Regions from separate parts of the Sus scrofa genome. Here region 2 is linked to region 1. The links are chromatin contacts, called in public HiChIP or PLAC-seq maps. All regions are on one chromosome and are shown on one strand. Each heading gives the region's core, a stretch centred on a gene start, on an enhancer-like site or on the middle of the called end of the contact. The rest is flanking DNA. Distances are from core to core; before and after follow the strand shown. Region 1 holds the start of DCAF1 (protein VPRBP). Region 2 holds the start of GRM2 (metabotropic glutamate receptor 2).

Region 1 (7,960 bases), core at 3,835-6,334:
AGGGCAGGGATCGAACCCGCCACCTCATGGTTCCTAGTCGGATTCGTTAACCACTGCGCCACGACGGGAACTCCTGAAAGCAACAAATATTTAAAAACATTTGATAATTTGAAGTAATTCAAATAACTTAAATACATAAGTATTTAATAATAAATAGAATGTTATATTTTATATATCATCAATATGTATATTATATAAATTAAATATATAAAATATGAAAAATAATTATCTCTAAAAGATGTGATATGCTGTAATTTTTTTTTTTTGGTCTTTTTTTAAGGCTGCATCTGCAGCATATGGATGTTCCCAGGTTAGGGGTCCAATTGGAGCTGCAGCTGCCAGCCTATACCACAGCCACAGCAACCCTGGATCCAAGCCACGTCTGCGATGTACACCATGGCTTAAGGCAATGCCAGATCCTTAACCCATTGAGCGAGGCTGGGGATCAAACCCGCAGCCTCACGGTTCCTAGTCAGATTTGTTTCTGCTGTGCCACAATAGGAACTCCTATAGTTCATTTTTAAATTACATTATAGAAGATTGTTTAGTGACATGAAAAATAACACTGTATTAACTGAATAAATAGATCATAAATAATATACAAGATACAGTCTTAAATATATCTTCAGAGTCTCTTTTTTAAATATATGTTCACATATCCAGGTATATAGGTAGGTAGGTAGGTAGAATCATCAAAATATTTAGAAGTGATTTTCTCTAGATAGTGAGATTACCTATGATTTTTGTACAAAATTGACTTCCATCCTGGGAACCTCCACATGCCACAGGTGTGGCCCTCTCAATGTGGCCTCCTCTTTGTCTTCTGGAGTAGGATATCTTTTTGAAGGTTTCTGGTCCATTTGGTTGAAGATTGCTCAGCCTTTAGTTGTGTGAATTTTGCTGTTTCTAGGAGAGAAGTTGAGCTCCAGTCTCCCCTTTTTTTTAAGATTTTTATTTTTTTCTATTATAGTTGGTTTACAATGTTCTGTAATTTCTGCTGTACAGCAAAGTGACCTGGTCATGTATGTGTATATATATATATATATATATATATATATTCTTTTTCTCACATTATCCTCTATCATGTTCCATCACAAGTAACTAGACATAGTTCCCTGTGCTACACAGCAGGATCTCGTCACTTAGCCACTGGGAGCAGATCCTCTTAAATCTACTCATTTTTCAGTTCTGTGCTGGGACAGAGAGTGGATAGATGATCCCTAAGAGTAGTTACTTCCCAGTGTATCTGAAAATGTGCCCTAGGGGTTTTCTGTTTAAGGAGCTTGTTTTTCATTTTGATGAGGAAAGCTTGAGCTCTTTCAGCTGGCAGTAGAAGTGGGGGCAAATAGAAATCAACCAGGGCTGAGGTCATCCTGAAGAAAGGCAACAGGGACAGTCAGGGACCAAGAATGATCGCAATAGGAACAGCTATCACCTAGCTAGCACCTCCCGCCTGCCAGGCCCCAAGCTAAGCACTTGAGATGCATGATCATGCTTAGTCTTCACAACTGCTAGAGAGGAGGTGTTATTTATCCCATTTTCCAGCTGAAGAAACTGAAGCTTGAAAAATAAATTAAGCCACCCTAGTTGGTAAATGGGAACACCAGTGTTAGGATGCAGGTCTGTTTACCTCCAAAGCTAGACTCAACTGTGGCCAATCTCCTTCTGCAAACCCTTGCCAATAAAGAGGAAAATGTTTTCTCAGCCCTGCCCATCAGCGACAGGGTTAAAGAGAGAAGGAGGGAAGGGGGGAATTTGAGCCTGATATTACCCAGATCAGCTCTTGGAAAAGGGACCCTTGATTGCTTGGCTTCTCTAATCTTTAATGAGACCCACTGGGAGGCAGCTGTTCTGATTTACTTCTGTTATTCAGATGATTTAAGTGAGGCCCTGGGAACCACCAAGGGGAGTCCTTGAAGTCTGGCTGAGCAGTGGTTCTGAGGTGGATCTGCTAGATAAAATATAGACTGTCCAGTGCAGTTTTTAAAAAAAGCATTTTTATTAGTATCTTCTGCACACACTTTATTTTATTTATTTATTTTTGGCTGCACTTGCAGCATGTGGAAGTTCCTGGCCCAGGGATCAAATCTGAGCCACAGCAGTAACAGTGACAATGCCAGGTCCTTAGCCACTAGGCCACCAGGGAATTCCTCCAGTTCAGTTTTAATTTCAGATAATAATTTTGAAAAGTCTAGGTATGTCACATATATTGCCTGGGGCTCCTCATGGATGGGATCCTGGTGTGTGGGAGTGGGGGTGAGGTTGGGGGGCATTGCTGTTTCACTTCCCACTTGAGTCTCAGGCCCCTCTATGAAGCTGGGCCACAGGAATAGGAAGGGGACTGATTCCTGGGGACTGCAGTGTCTATGGCTACAGGACAAGGTGGAGCCTCCATTTCTCCCTCTGTGAAACATAGAATAGTGGACATGGATGTAATTACACAGGGGTAGTTGCTTTGCACATCACTTGAGCAAGTGCTCCAGCTTTCTAGGGGGCTAGAGGGGCTCCTAGGAAGGGGGAGGGTACCAAGTGAATGATTAGAATTCCCTCTTTTTTTTTTAACAATTCCTCTTTGTCCAGGTTGGGGGTCCCCAGAATCTGGAAGCCCCGAGCCTCTTTGGTGGCTCCTGTGACCCTGGACACTTGCGGTAGCAGTCTTGTTCAGCCAACAGTAGAGTGATAGTGGGTGTGGGACAGAAGGAGACACAGGAGTTATGGCAGCACCAGAGTGGGGATGGGCTGATGGTAGCACCTGGGTAAGATGAGCCTGGAAGTAAGTGATCAGAGAGAAGTGGCAGAAAAGTGATGAGAGGAGTTGATGCAGAGGGGAAGAGCATCCTGAAGCCCAGAGGACTTGATGCCCCAGAGTATGGGCAGGAGTGGGGAATGAGGGCAGGATGGAACATTCCTAAGCCTGTAGACCTTGGTGCTTGGGCCAGGGCTGGGCCACTCCTGCCCTTCCTCTGTGACTGGGCAGCCCTCAGGCAAGACTTCTTGCCCATTTGGATACTGGATGCTTCTTTTTGAGACATACCACAGGGAAAGATGGACACAGGCAGAACAGAGAGAGAGAGAGTCCAGAAATGGTCTTCCAAAGAGGCCAAGGAATATTTTTCCAATGACTCAGGCATGATGTGCCAGACCAAGCTGGGTGTGTGGGCCTGATTTATCTGGAGCTTTGTGTTTGCACATACTTAGATGTCAAAGTGTTGGCTGTGAGGAGTGGTGCCAATGCACAGGAGTGCATGCTTGTATCTCTGACACATATGCCTGGCCTGTGAAATGTATCAATGAGCATGCTTAAAATGTATGTACAGCCCCGATAACCTGAGTGCAGTCTCTTCCTCTTCCTGGGGCAGGAGTCTGGGAGTGCCTGCAGGTATGTGGCTCTGTGAGTGCCTGTGTGTGTGTGTGTGTGTGTGTTGGGAGAGGTAGGAGGGCTACAGGCATTATAGAACAGAGATTCTGGAAGGAGAGGTTGCTGGACAGGGCCTGTGTAGCTAGCTCCTGTTCTACTTCCCCAGCCTCCTGGGCCCTGGCTCCTCCATAGGCCCTCTGGAATACCCTTTATTCCCATCATTTACCCAGGGTCCCAGGCTGATTTTCTGAAGGGGAACAGTGCCATCAGGTGGCAGGTTGGGGATGTGCCAGGAACAGGAGAGCTGGACCCTGGGTTCCCACGAGGGCTCTCTTCCTTTCAGGATTTCAGTCAGTGGGGAAGTCACAACCACACTGGTTACATCAAGGACAGAGGGAAAGTTTCTAAGTCCTAAATGCTCCATCCTCATGCATTTTGGGTTCAGAGCCCAGGGAGGCATGGCAGGAAAGTCAGCTGAAGGAGTCAGCTGAAGGAGGATTGATGTAGGAAGTTATGGTCCAGGCTCTCTGCACCCATGAACCTGGGCCCCATTCCTTGGGCCACAGTCTGGGCTCAGATTTCTCATTTGTATAGGCGGCTAACTGTACTACCCTGTGGGGTCCTAGCGGCCATTACTGAGATCAGCAAAGTTCCAGAACCACAGAGACAGAGAGTTACAAGACATGAAAGAGGTGCAGAGAGACAGAGGTGCAGAGAGAAGACACACTTCTATAGCACTGCCACCCATCATTGTAGAATTTTGTGCCTGAGTAGCTGCTTCAAGTTACACACTGAAGTGAAGGAGGGAAGTCTCTTTCTGGAAAGAGGGCAATGGGCTCTGGTGGGAAACAGAATCAAGAGACCCACCATCTAGGCTCTTGCTAGTTTCTTACTAGCTATAGAACGTGAGCATGGCAGCAGGCTTGCTATGTTCCATGTTCCTCATGTGAGAGTGCTGACTGTGAGAATTCCATAAAAATGTACAGAAACTTGCTCAGGAACTCCCAGAAATAAAGCCTTGGTAGGATCTTGTCCAGGAGAGATTCTGCTTACCCATGGAGCTACATTTCTCTTTCATGCCTCCAAAAAAGAAATCCAGTGTCAAAGAAATCCAGTGTCAGAGTCAGGGGTCGCTCTGGTTCTGCGGCTAACTGGTTGTGTGATGTTAGTCATGTCACTCAGTATGACCTGGTCTCTCTTCTCCCACCTGTAAAATAAAGGAATTAAATTAGATGGCTTCTGAGGTCAGCCCTGTCTTAATCTATGTCTTTGGTTTTTTTTCCTTTTCTCTGCCTCACATATAATACCTAGGATGAATATTTATTGATCCTACAGGCAAGGTCTTAAACAGAAAGACAAAGAAAAAAACAGAGCCTTCTGTTAAATGAGTGCTGGCATTTCACATATACTTTGGGAAATACTCTTAGATCCTGGTATATTCTAGGTATAATGGGGCAAATGAGAGAATAAAGCAAAGGCCCTTGTCACCCAGGACCGAATAAGATACTGAGAGGGTATTTAGCAATTAGAGCCTAAGCTTGGGAGGATCGGGTCTTTCACTTCACGCTTCCGGTTTCCTGAGTAACCAATGAGTATGTAGCAGTTCGCGTTTACGCTAAAAACTACACTTCCCAGAAGCCAATGCGCGGGGGCAAAGTGCTCGAACGCCAATCAGGATTAGCGGGCCCCTCCCATAGAGGCGGAACTCCATTTCCCAGGCGGCTCTGGGGCTCGTCGATATTCCTCCGCTCACCCTGGCCTTCTCCTCCCGCCTTCTGCCAGGGAGCCTCGCGCCAAGTCGGGAGAGGCGCGCGCGCGCGCGCGTGCGCGGGGTACGTAGCACGCGAGTGACGCATAATATGTGGGCCGCTCTGGAGCCGTGGTCGCACTGTGTGTGAGTGAGGGAGAGTGAGTGCGGGACCTGAGGCTGTGTGTGTGAACTGTGGCCACTGGCGGGGTCAGGGGGGTGCGGCGGAGCCGCCTGGGAAGGTGAGTAGAGAAAGGAGGGAGACGGCTCTTTCGGAGTGGCGCGAGGAGACAGGGCGCCGGGCCAGGCGGGCGGGAGAGTGGGCGCCGGACTGGGGGAGGGGCGGCACCTGCCTGGGCCGCCGGCGGAGAGGGGGCGGGCCGAGCCTCGGGGGAGGCTTGGTCTGCGGCCTGACAGGACTTTCTCTCCTCCCGATTCTTGGCTCAGGGGCGGGGCTTTCACGTTCTTGCTCCAGCCGGCAAAAGAAACTTCCCTAGAGTAACTCTTCAGCCCAGAGTAGGGGGCAAGGCTGTGCCCGCCCCTACCTGGAGGAGGGGCGCCTCTTATTTCCCTCATCACCTTTCACCTTCCAGTCCCCCCCGTCTTCCTCCGTACGGACTGGGGGCCTCCATCTTCCTGCTGTACGCCCCCCCCCTTTCCTATACTGTCTCCGCCTCCAGCCACCTGGGAGGGCTTTCCCCCTTCCTCGGCCTCTTGCCGCCTCCCCCGGCACTAGCTGGGCACCGTAATGGGTCGAGGGGGCGGAGCTCTCCTGGCACTCCTCCCACTCCCATGGTGGAAGGGAGGGGTGGAATGAGATGTGTGTGGGTCCTGCAGCTTGGAGCCAAACCTTGGAGTACCCGCCAAGTTTCTCAGGAGCCTGTTTCTGGGGGTTATAGTCGTTTTTAACTGGGTGTCAGGCGTTTGGCTTAACTCTCTCTTCCTAGACGGTTTTGGTCTCACTTCCTCTTACTGCATGTTAGCACTCGGGTTTCGCTTGTGTTGAAGTAGTTTTGGAGTGTTTGTAGTAGTTCTTTTTGAGTCCCAGCTGACTTGTCCTTGTCTATGTCACGTTGGCCTCAATTTTTCTTACGCTGTCTTTTCAATGAAGGATTTTAATTAGCCTACGTGTTTTAATGATTATTAGCAGCATCTTCGTGTTCTAAAAGCTTTTTAATGTACAGAGTGAGAGGTTCATTGGCATTGTTCTGTAATTTTCTTGTCCAAGTTTACGGGAGTTTACTTTTAAGGTTTATGTGAACTTGTATAGTTACACTCTTTAGAAATCAATTTGTATTTTTTCTACTTGATGCTGTCAAGATTTGGCCTTTGTATGTAACAGTTATTGTCCATTTTCCAGTGATAGTGTATTTTTGGATGTGAGATATTAGATACAGAATTTGGGAGCTAGAATGGAAATCCTTTTATGTTCAAAATCTCTTGAGTAATTGCTGAGCACAGTGTTTTACTATTCTGTCTGTTGTCCAGTAGTATGAAACACATGTTTGAAGTGATCGAAGTTGGTTTGTTACCAGTTTTCTTATATTTCTGTCATGGTCATAAAAAGTAATAGAGTATTGTTATACATGTTCTTATATGTTATAGACGTAATTAGGTAAATTTTACTCGAAGCTCCAAACTTGGGTTTTTTTTTTTCCCAGTTTTTTTTTTTTTTTTTTCAAATAAGGAAGAAGGTGTACAGACATTTTAACCTTATGGGATTTTACCCTTGTGGGATCTATCCTTAATGAGTACTTTTTTTTAGGCTTTGGGATAGTTTCTGCAGAACAGTCCATTCAGTATTGTGTATTAGAGGTTCACATATTTTTTTGGTTTAATTTAAAAGTTACAGAAGATAACAAAATAGTGGAAAAATGGTGAATCTAGAGTAATAACAGTGAAAAAAATCTTTCTCCTACCCTTATCCCTTAGAAAGTCAGTTACCTGCCGCAAAAATAATAGTTATTATCTGTTTTTTAAAAAAAATTTTTAATTAAAATTTTTTTTGACTGATTGTGTGGAAGTTCCTGGGCCAGGGATCAAACCTGTGCCACACAGTGATCTGAGCTGCTGCAGTGAGAGTGATAATGCTCCACTGCGCCACAAGGGAATGCCTATTATCTGTTTCTTATGAATTTTTCCAGGACACACACACAGACTTTTCTCACTTGACAACATTTTGAGAGTTGGTCCAAATTAGGAAAGAAGTTCCTGTTGTGGCACAGCAGAAATCAACCCAACTGGTGTCAGTGAGGATGAGGGTTCCATCCCTGGCCTCACTTGGTGGGTTAAGGATCTGGCATTCTCACGAGCTGTGGTGTAGGTCACAGACACTGCTCACATAACGCCTAGCCAGCAGCTCCAGGACTGATTCGACCCCTGGGCGGGGAAATACCATATGCCCAGGTGAGCCCTGAAAAGCAGAGAAAACAAAACACAAATCAGGAAAGGAAATCCTTCCTAGTTTTTTTTCTTCTTTTTAATTAAAAAAAATTCGGGCGTATTAAAAAGTTGAAAGAATAGTAAAATGAATACTTGTTTATCCATCTAGATTCAACAGTTATTATTAATATTTTGCCATATTTTCTCTTATAGGTGGATATGACGTACATTTATTTTTGTGGAACCATTTGAAATAAATTTGCAGACACAGCACCCCTAAATACTTTGGCAGACATCCTTTAGGATAAGGACTTTCTACATATTTTTTGTGGAAATTTATGTTATTCCATTTTATGGACAGTCTTATTTAATCCTCATGACAACCATTTCCATTTTACAGATAAGGAAATTGAGATTTGGAGAAGTTAAATAACTTGACCAAGATCTCACAGAGGTATGTTGGCAGAGCTGGG
Region 2 (7,960 bases), core at 3,634-6,133, 170 kb before region 1:
AAACAGCCCCCACATACCTGGATGGAGACATCACTGTAGGAGCCGCCAATGACACCAGTGATGGCAGTGGGAGCATCACCATGGGTGGCATAAGAGCCGTCGGGGCAAATGTGGCGTGAGCCATCGGCACCACGGCTGAGTGAGGCACGCACGAAGTCAAGTGCCTGCTCCAGAGCATGTGTGTCCTTGGAGCAACTGTCGAGTATGTGTGCCCCCAGGCGCACACCTGGCAGTAGGCTCGGGTCTCGGTTGATACGATCTAGTGCAAAAAGCATGGCCTCTAGGCGCTGGATGCCGCGATGTTCATTGACAGGACCACACTCCTCTGCCAGGCTGCCCTTCTGATGTACAGGAAACAGCCCACCCAGAACCAGGTCCCCCTCCAGGGTCAGCACCTTCTTGGCTGGGCCCTCAGCCACAGCACCCCACAGCAGCAGGAGAGCCAGGAGCCCAAGCAGTGATCCCATGGCCCCAAAGGGGATGGATGGGTCCAGCAGACCTGGGCCTCCAGGAGATGAAGGTAGAAGCAGCAAAGGCAAAGAGAATTGGAAAAGGACCAGGAAAGGACAGACAGGAAGAGGATGAGGAGAGACCCAGCTCCTGCAGAGAAAGAAAGACAGACAAACAGGTAGGGGAGAAGTGGAACCCGAGGGTGGCTACCCCTTCTGACTCTGCCTCCCCTAAACTCCTTTCCCTGGGGCTAAGGAGCCATGGAGAGGTGGTTTTCCTAATTAGACTAAACTCCTGGGACATACCCTTGGGCCTGTCTCACAGGCCTGCTCTGATATGGGACTGGAGATGGGCTCTGTGCCCATCCCAAATTTAGCAGAGATGCAGGGCTGCAGAGAGTAGAGGCCCAAAGAGAAAACAGGAGACTTAGAAGAATGTCCAACACCCTGCACAAACCTCCTGGGACCCCAAAGTCAACAGCTTTGCAGCAGGTCACAGTGACAAACTTAGGGGTCCAGTCCCCACCCTGAGCCTTAGGTTTCCAGAGAGGAGCTATTGCTGGTGGAGAACCCACCAGGGAAGAGGGAAGGAAGACCCTCTAAAGGGTAGTTAGTCTATGACCACTAGGGAAACTGGAGCCCTGGTGAGCACCCAAGGCGGCGGGGGGGGGGGGTGTCCTTGGCCTCTGGTTCTTAAAAAGCCATCCCCAGAGCTCCATGACTGAGGAAGTAATAGTCTCTAGGCCCTGGAAGTTAAGCAAGGTAGAGAGGCTGGACCCAGGGAGGGACAGTGAAGTGGCCACAGATCCTAAAATCAATAGGGAAAGTAGATGAGACTGTATGTGTGTATCATGGGTTGGGGGCAGTTTGTCTGGTCAAGATTACAAAACAGCTCAAGGTGAGACTTTTTGGACATTTTAGCTCTATGTTGAATGACGTTTGAGACTTTTTGCTTTTGTTTTCTCCTCAGCTCAGAATCAAGCAGAGAAAAATCACGATCTCTAGTTTCCCCATCCTCAACCTCAGGGCCCTGTTTACCCTGGTCCTGGCCCTCAGAGACCCTGTCTCCCTTTCCCACTCTGCACCTCATCATTTGTGCTCCAGCTGCCCTCCCAGGCACCCATCTCACATAGGATCTCAAAATCACACAGGCTTGGGAAGGCTAGGAGAGGGAAACTGAGCCTGAAGAAGGGCAGAACTAGTTCAAGGACCCCAGGCCCTGTCCACAGAGACTGGGCTCTTCATTTTGCCCCCTCAACTCCCCAGGGTTAATCTCCCACTGGGACCAGGCCAGGCCAGGGGGACTGTGATCCTGTGGATACCCAGAAAGAAGCAGCTCAAGCAGACAAACAGGAGAGAGGCAAGCATGAAGACCAACACAGGGACCCAGATGGGGGCTGAGGCCCAAACAGGTCAAGACCATGAGCTTCCCACGGGGGCACCTAGGACCAGAGCTCTAACAGGGACGGAACCCTAAAGGGGGAGAGAATCCTAAAAGAGGGCAGCTGGGGGCCTGGACCACAAAATTCGGGGAGGGAGCGATGGAGCCTGAGAGGCTGAGACAAAGACAGAGGCACAGATAGAAACACTGACCAAAGGACGGAGGGGCAGAAGGAATGAGGGAGCTAGATGCAGGGTGTGCGTTCTTTGGGGAAGAAAAGCGGAACACGGGGGGCTCTCTTCCCGCTTTTCGCAGCTCCTGGTGAGCACGGTCTGGACGCTCTAGCTAGCCCCTGAGCTCGAGGGCCCCAGGGACTCCCGGACGTGGGGTCAGGATCGATAAGGTCTGCGGCGGCTGCGGCACCACCCGGCTTATCCTACCTTGCGCACCTGGCTCTGGCACGGCGAGAAACGGAGAGGAGCCGGGGGCGCGGGTTTCCAGCTCCCGATAGCTCCCTCGCTCGCTTGCTAGCTCCGCGGCTCTGTGCTCTATGCCGCCCGCTCAACTGGCGCTTTCAATCGCAGCCCGCCCCGCCCCCGGCCCCGGCCCGCCCCCAGCCCCTCCTCCATTCCTCCTCCAGATCTCCCGCGCCCAACCTGGCCTCCGCCTCCTTTCGGACTCCTTCAGCCTCCCCTCTACTTCAGGACCACCAGCCCGGAGCTGTCCACCGCGTGGTGCTGAATCTCTGGGTGCTCGCGCTCTGTGCTGGAGCAGGTGCCTTTTGGCCCCCTCTGCTCAAGTCAGACTGCGTCCCAGAAAGCAGCGGGCATAGGGCAAGGGGCTGGGAAGGTCATTGAGCCCCGGAGGTGCACACAGTGCTATGGGCTTCCATCTCTGAGAGCAGCCGAGTTGGTTCTAGAGTTGTGGGCTGTCACTGGAGGTAAGTAAAGGGGCACGTGGGAGACAGGTGGATGGCCTGTCCTCACATCCATTCTGCCCACCCATGCACTGCAGTCAGTCCACATGCCAGGCCTGGCGTGAGGGCATGTGTCTTCAGCACCAAGTGAAAGCTAGGGCCTGAGTCACTAGGAGGAAAAAATGGGGTGGGGAGGGTGAGGTCCGAGGAGGGTGGGACCTTTTCTTCCCTCCTGCAGATGACCTTTAGAGATATTACTCCCCCTGCCCCCCACAAACAAAGCAGTGACTTTCCCCCACCCCTCCACTAACCTCCAGTCTCATGTGCAAAGGAAAAGAGACAGCAACATGGGGAGGGGGGGCCTATAGGACCAGGGATAACAGTCAACCCTGAGGGACAAGCTGGGGCTGGCAGGGGGATCTGGGAGGGAAGGGGGCTGGGGAAGAGGCTCCTGAAACTGGCTGCTGCGTAGGAGGGAATGAGAGCTGGAGCCTAAGCAGAGGGAGGACAGCTCTGAGGAGATGTTCTTGACTCTTTTTCCCTTCTGTTGCAGGGTGGGGAAGAATGCCCCTGGGGAGGTAGTGGTGGGTAATCTGCAATACCAGACTGTGCTGAAGGATTTGGGGAGGGAGCCTGCACCCAGAATTAGTCCCAGAGCCATAGCACACAAACACGAAGTGCTAAGGGGCACAGCATCTCTACACATGTTCCCCTGGTGCAGGCCTTTCTTCCACAGGTGTCAGTAGAGGCAAGGCTAGCTCAGACACATGAGCAAGTGAGCACACACTAAGCCCAGGTCCCTCTGGTACACACACCTACATGTGAGTTTGGTCATTGGGGAAGGGGAGCACAGAGGGTTTTCATCAAGGAAGGTAAGGCTTTTCCTCTGGACACAGAAGCCTAATGCCCTACTGCTTGGGAAAGAGCACAGCTGTGAAACAGACCAACACATCGAACCCCAACAAACTCAAACTCCATCACTAATAGGAGGCAAGGTGGCAGCAGGATGAGGGTTCAGAGCTGTCAGACAGGGCTGGTGAGACAGACATGCTGTCTTCAGGCTCCTGGTGCTCTCACCCACTCTGGCAGCTACAGAGCAACTTCTCCCTAGGGTAAGCGAGTGATGGGCTGGGCCCCTGGAGCAGAGGGGTTGAGAGCAGTAAGGTGCTGAGGTGAGGGGAGCTGCACAACAATCCCAGTCCACTCACCAAGGCAGCCTCACAAGAGACATGGGGCTTTCAATGCAGCGCAAGCCTGAGTGGCCCATTACTTGGCCTGCAGCAAATGAGCTGCAGTCCAGAGGCAGCACACAGATGTGTAGTTACACACCCAGCTATGCAGCCACCACTTCCAGCTGTGCACACAAAGACAGACACCCAGTCTTACATGCAGAGCTATACATGTGAATAAGGCCATACAAACAGCAGAATGCAAAACCACACACACAGCTATACACATGGACACATATGTAGCTGTACATATAGACATGTCCACAGACTTAAAGCTTTACACATGGACACAGAAAAACAGCTTTACACATGAACCACAACCACACACATAAAGCTGTACACAAATACATAGCTACACACAGATAGCTATATTTGGACAAAGCCCCCAGAGCGACCCTTCCAGGTAGCCAGCCTCACATCCCTATAATACAACCACATACAGTTAGACACTAGGCACAGCAACACGTGCACACAGCCACAAAGCTGTCTACATGAGTAGTCATGCCCAGCCACCATCACACCCTGATGCCCACTTGGGCACAGACTCACTGAGGATCACCATCACCTGACCCATCCGTGGTTACATACAAATTATCAAAGGCATGTGCACGTGCACATGCACACATGCAGGCATGCAGGCACTGGCAGGCAGAGCGGGGACATCCTCACCAGCTGAGCAGATAACAGTGTGAGCACATGCACACTCTAGCCACAGACACAAAAGCATCCCTTGGAAGCAAAGGCAGGCCATGAGCTCCGCACTCCTGAGCCCGGGAGGGCACCCCATGCTAGTTTTCAGACCCCTTGTCCTGATCTGCCTGCTCTCCAGCCTGGAGGAAGCCTCTGCGGCTGTTGCAATGAGGAGCAGCTGTCAATCCGGGTCTCAGAGCAGGGAGTGAATGGCCTCCAATTCCCCCTACCCCAGGGTACCTGGCCAAGTTCCCTCCTCTCCTCAGGTTGAGGATGCTCCTGCCTACTCCTGGCCTAGCTGCACAGGGCTCCCCAAGTTGGAACAAGTGCGTAGTACAAATCCAGTGAAACAAAGAAAATCATTTGCTTTATTCTGGGTCCTGGAAGCTTCAACATGAATCTGAAAAAGAGATGTAACAAGGGTAGCACCCTGTGTTCAAGGGCTGAGTGCAGACAACAGTCCCGGCTCCTTTGGCTCTGGTAGCCGAGAGGGCAGTGAGGAGAAGGCTTAGCTAGAGGCCCAGGGTAGCAGAATTCAGGCCTCCCTGAGACCCCTGGCCCCAGCCTGAGCCCAGGAGGTGGAGGAGGAAGAGGGCTCAAGAGTCTGCTCAGTTCCTTAGCAATGCACCATAGGAAGGCGCAGGCTGCAGGTTACTCCTCGCCCTTCTCAGGAGTACTGGGCTCCCGGGGCCACTTGGAAGCCCCCAGGGGCTCGGCATCAGGACTCAGCTTTGGCTCCCCTAAGGGTCCCTCACCCTCCAAGTCCAGCTCCTCAAAGGATGAGCCACTGGCGCCTGACTCGCTGTAACTATGCTCACTGTGGGTGTCACCGTCGTCCCAGCCACGGCTGCTCACCCCAGGGGACAGTGTGGCCGCTGAAGTCTCCCGGCTGCCAGGACCCACTTCCAGGCTTACAGAACTTGAGTCACTCATGGTATCAGCTCCTGGATCAGGAAGAGGAAGCACAGGTTAGTTAGGACCCCCACCTTCTCCTCCAGGGAGAGGATTGAGGCTCTACCACCAGCCCAGCAAGTCAGCATACACAGTGCGCTCATGAATAATAAAGCTACTCATGGCTCAAGAGGCTCATTTTGGCTGCTCTCTGCCCTCTGCCCTGACTGGGGCTGCACTGATAGGGCAGAGGGAAAGAACAGGGAGGGAGGGCAGCCTGCAATGCACTCCTCTCCCTACCCTCAGCTTCCTGCGCTTCCACAAAGCCTGCTGCTCGCTGGTCCCCAACAGTCCACTAAGGACCACTCAGCCCCAAGATAAGGAGCTGAGGGAAGAACAAGGAGACCCAAATAGAGTCCCCTCCTCCACTCCCCATTCCAGGCTTGGAGAGAGGTTTTTCCTAGGCCAGATGTAGAACACTCCCCATAAGGCTCAAAGATAGAAGGGACCAGGAGGCCCACTCTCCTGTCCCTCTCGCCCTATGTAGGGCTCCCCAAGGAGTGCCCACATCCAGGGAATTGGCTGGCCCCTGCCTCTGGCCCACACCGAACCGCAATCTGAGGAGGAAACCGGGGGAGGAGTAGGATGGAGAAGTCCTGAGAAATCCTCAACCAGTTGAGTGGGAGGAGGGTGCTGGGACTTTAAGCACTTTAAGGGCTTTCTTCCTCTATGCCTGGATCACCCCAGAGGAGCCCTTACCCACCCCCAACCATCAGCAGCTGGAGAGCCCTGAGACCCCTCCCAACCTACTCCTCCTACCCCTAACATGTCTTTCAGGCAGGTTCATCTGCCTGGTTCGGAAGCAGCCCCTCAATTCATCCCCCAACACTGCAGATCAGAGGCACTGACAGCAGTTGGGGGTGGCAAGGAGGGACAAAGAGCTCAGGCCCAATGTGTGCAGGAATCCAGATTGAGAGAAGGGGGATGTGCCTCCCTTCCTGTGTGAGGGGGACGGGGGCAGCCATCAAACATCACATAAGGTGAGGGGTGGGCCAGCTTCCTCAGATCCTGGCTCCATGATGATGAAGCCCTGAGCTCAGCACAGCTGGGGACTGCTTGGCATTTGGACTTGGCCTGGAACTTTCATTGAGCCTCAGCTGGGGCCCAGAGTGAGGGTGGGGGGGTTTGGGGTCTGCTCCCCCAACCCCTATGGCCCCAAGAAGATGAACTCTGGGCCCTTCTGGCAGAGGTGAGATGAGCCCTGCAAGTGCCAGGCTGCTGGCCTGGGGCCCTCTTCTTGCTGGAGCCTCAGTGTTGGCTTCCAGGCTGGAGGTATTCAACAGTGAACCAGGACTACTGCCTGAGTTATGGGTGGTTCCCTGTAATCCAGGGACAGGACTCCAGCCCTACTTTCTCTCCTTAAATGATGACTGGTGCTCCAGAGGCTGCAGGCTTGAAAGGAGCAAAGGAAAGGGGTAATTGCTCCCTGGCCCCATTAAGTTCTATCCACCCTCCCACCCAAGAGCTCTCTTGGGACCCAGGTATGGGAACCTGCCTACTTGCCAGCTGGCTTCCTCCTCCCTCTCCCAGTTCCCAGCTAGGAGTGATAAAAGGAAGGAGCCCAAGGGTGTCCCTTCAGGAAAGGGCCTAGCGTGCTGGAATGAAGATAGTCCCTGGACACATGCAGACACTTCTGGCAAAGGCAGGGAAGTGGCAAACCTCCAGCCCCACCAAGGTCTGCATAGGAGGAAGTCTCAGAGTCCTGGGCCTGTGTTTCAGGGCAGAAGAGGCCAGGCAAGGCAGGGTGGCACCTAAGTCCCCAAGGCTGCTGGGGTAGAGAATGATGCTGCCACCTTCATTCAGTGGCAATCCATCCCTCCTCCACTGCTCACAGCCAGTGCAAGGAGATCAAATATTCATCACCTCTCTGGAGCTAAATAATACATCAATGTAATAACAGGCACAAGGCAGCTAATCACCCCCTTTCACCTCCCTGCCCAAGCGGGGGCCACAGCAGGGAGGCAGGCAGGACAGGCCAAGCCTTGGGCAGTCAGGCGCTCACCACACACTGCTGTGCAAGCAGCATGCACCTGGCAGGCAGACACCCACAGTCCACCCCAGGTGTCAAGGCAGACCCTGTCAGAGGTGGGCAGACCCCTCGGCCCATACTCCAGGGAGTGGGCGGGCAGGCTGGTGGGGAGGGCAGGCCGAGGAGCTGATGGCGTGGGAGCTAGGCTGCAGCCAGCTGTATCTGGTGCCAAGCAGTCCTTCAACACCCCTGGCAGGTGGTGTTTTGAAGGGAACTGGGTGGGTGGGCCAAGGAGGGGGAAGCAGGCAGCAGAAAGAGGTTGAAAGAAGGTCAAGGCACTCCCCTTCCTGCCCTGGGGACTGCCTGGCCTGCTGA

The links. HiChIP or PLAC-seq counts read pairs in DNA pulled down with a chosen protein or histone mark.
Region 2: an H3K27ac HiChIP or PLAC-seq map of alveolar macrophages shows a contact between it and region 1. The contact joins the promoter of GRM2 here to the promoter of DCAF1 in region 1. A contact is called at or near these places in 1 of 47 Hi-C or Micro-C datasets (skeletal muscle) and 1 of 2 datasets of contacts at active chromatin or transcription factors (alveolar macrophages).

Annotation. Positions count from the first base shown.
Region 1 is chr13:33,747,996-33,755,955 of Sscrofa11.1, reverse strand. It overlaps DCAF1 (protein VPRBP), which reads left to right and starts at 5,084. Exons shown (of 24, transcript XR_002337541.1): 1 at 5,084-5,190. LOC110256236 (a long non-coding RNA gene) reads right to left here and starts at 4,956. Exons shown (of 3, transcript XR_002337545.1): 1 at 4,412-4,956; 2 at 735-906; 3 at 33-73.
Region 2 is chr13:33,921,226-33,929,185 of Sscrofa11.1, reverse strand. It overlaps GRM2 (metabotropic glutamate receptor 2), which reads right to left and starts at 4,883. Exons shown (of 7, transcript XR_002337548.1): 1 at 2,271-4,883; 2 at 18-600. It overlaps TEX264 (testis-expressed protein 264), which reads right to left. Exons shown (of 5, transcript XM_021068863.1): 5 at 5,011-5,609. The coding sequence ends at 5,317.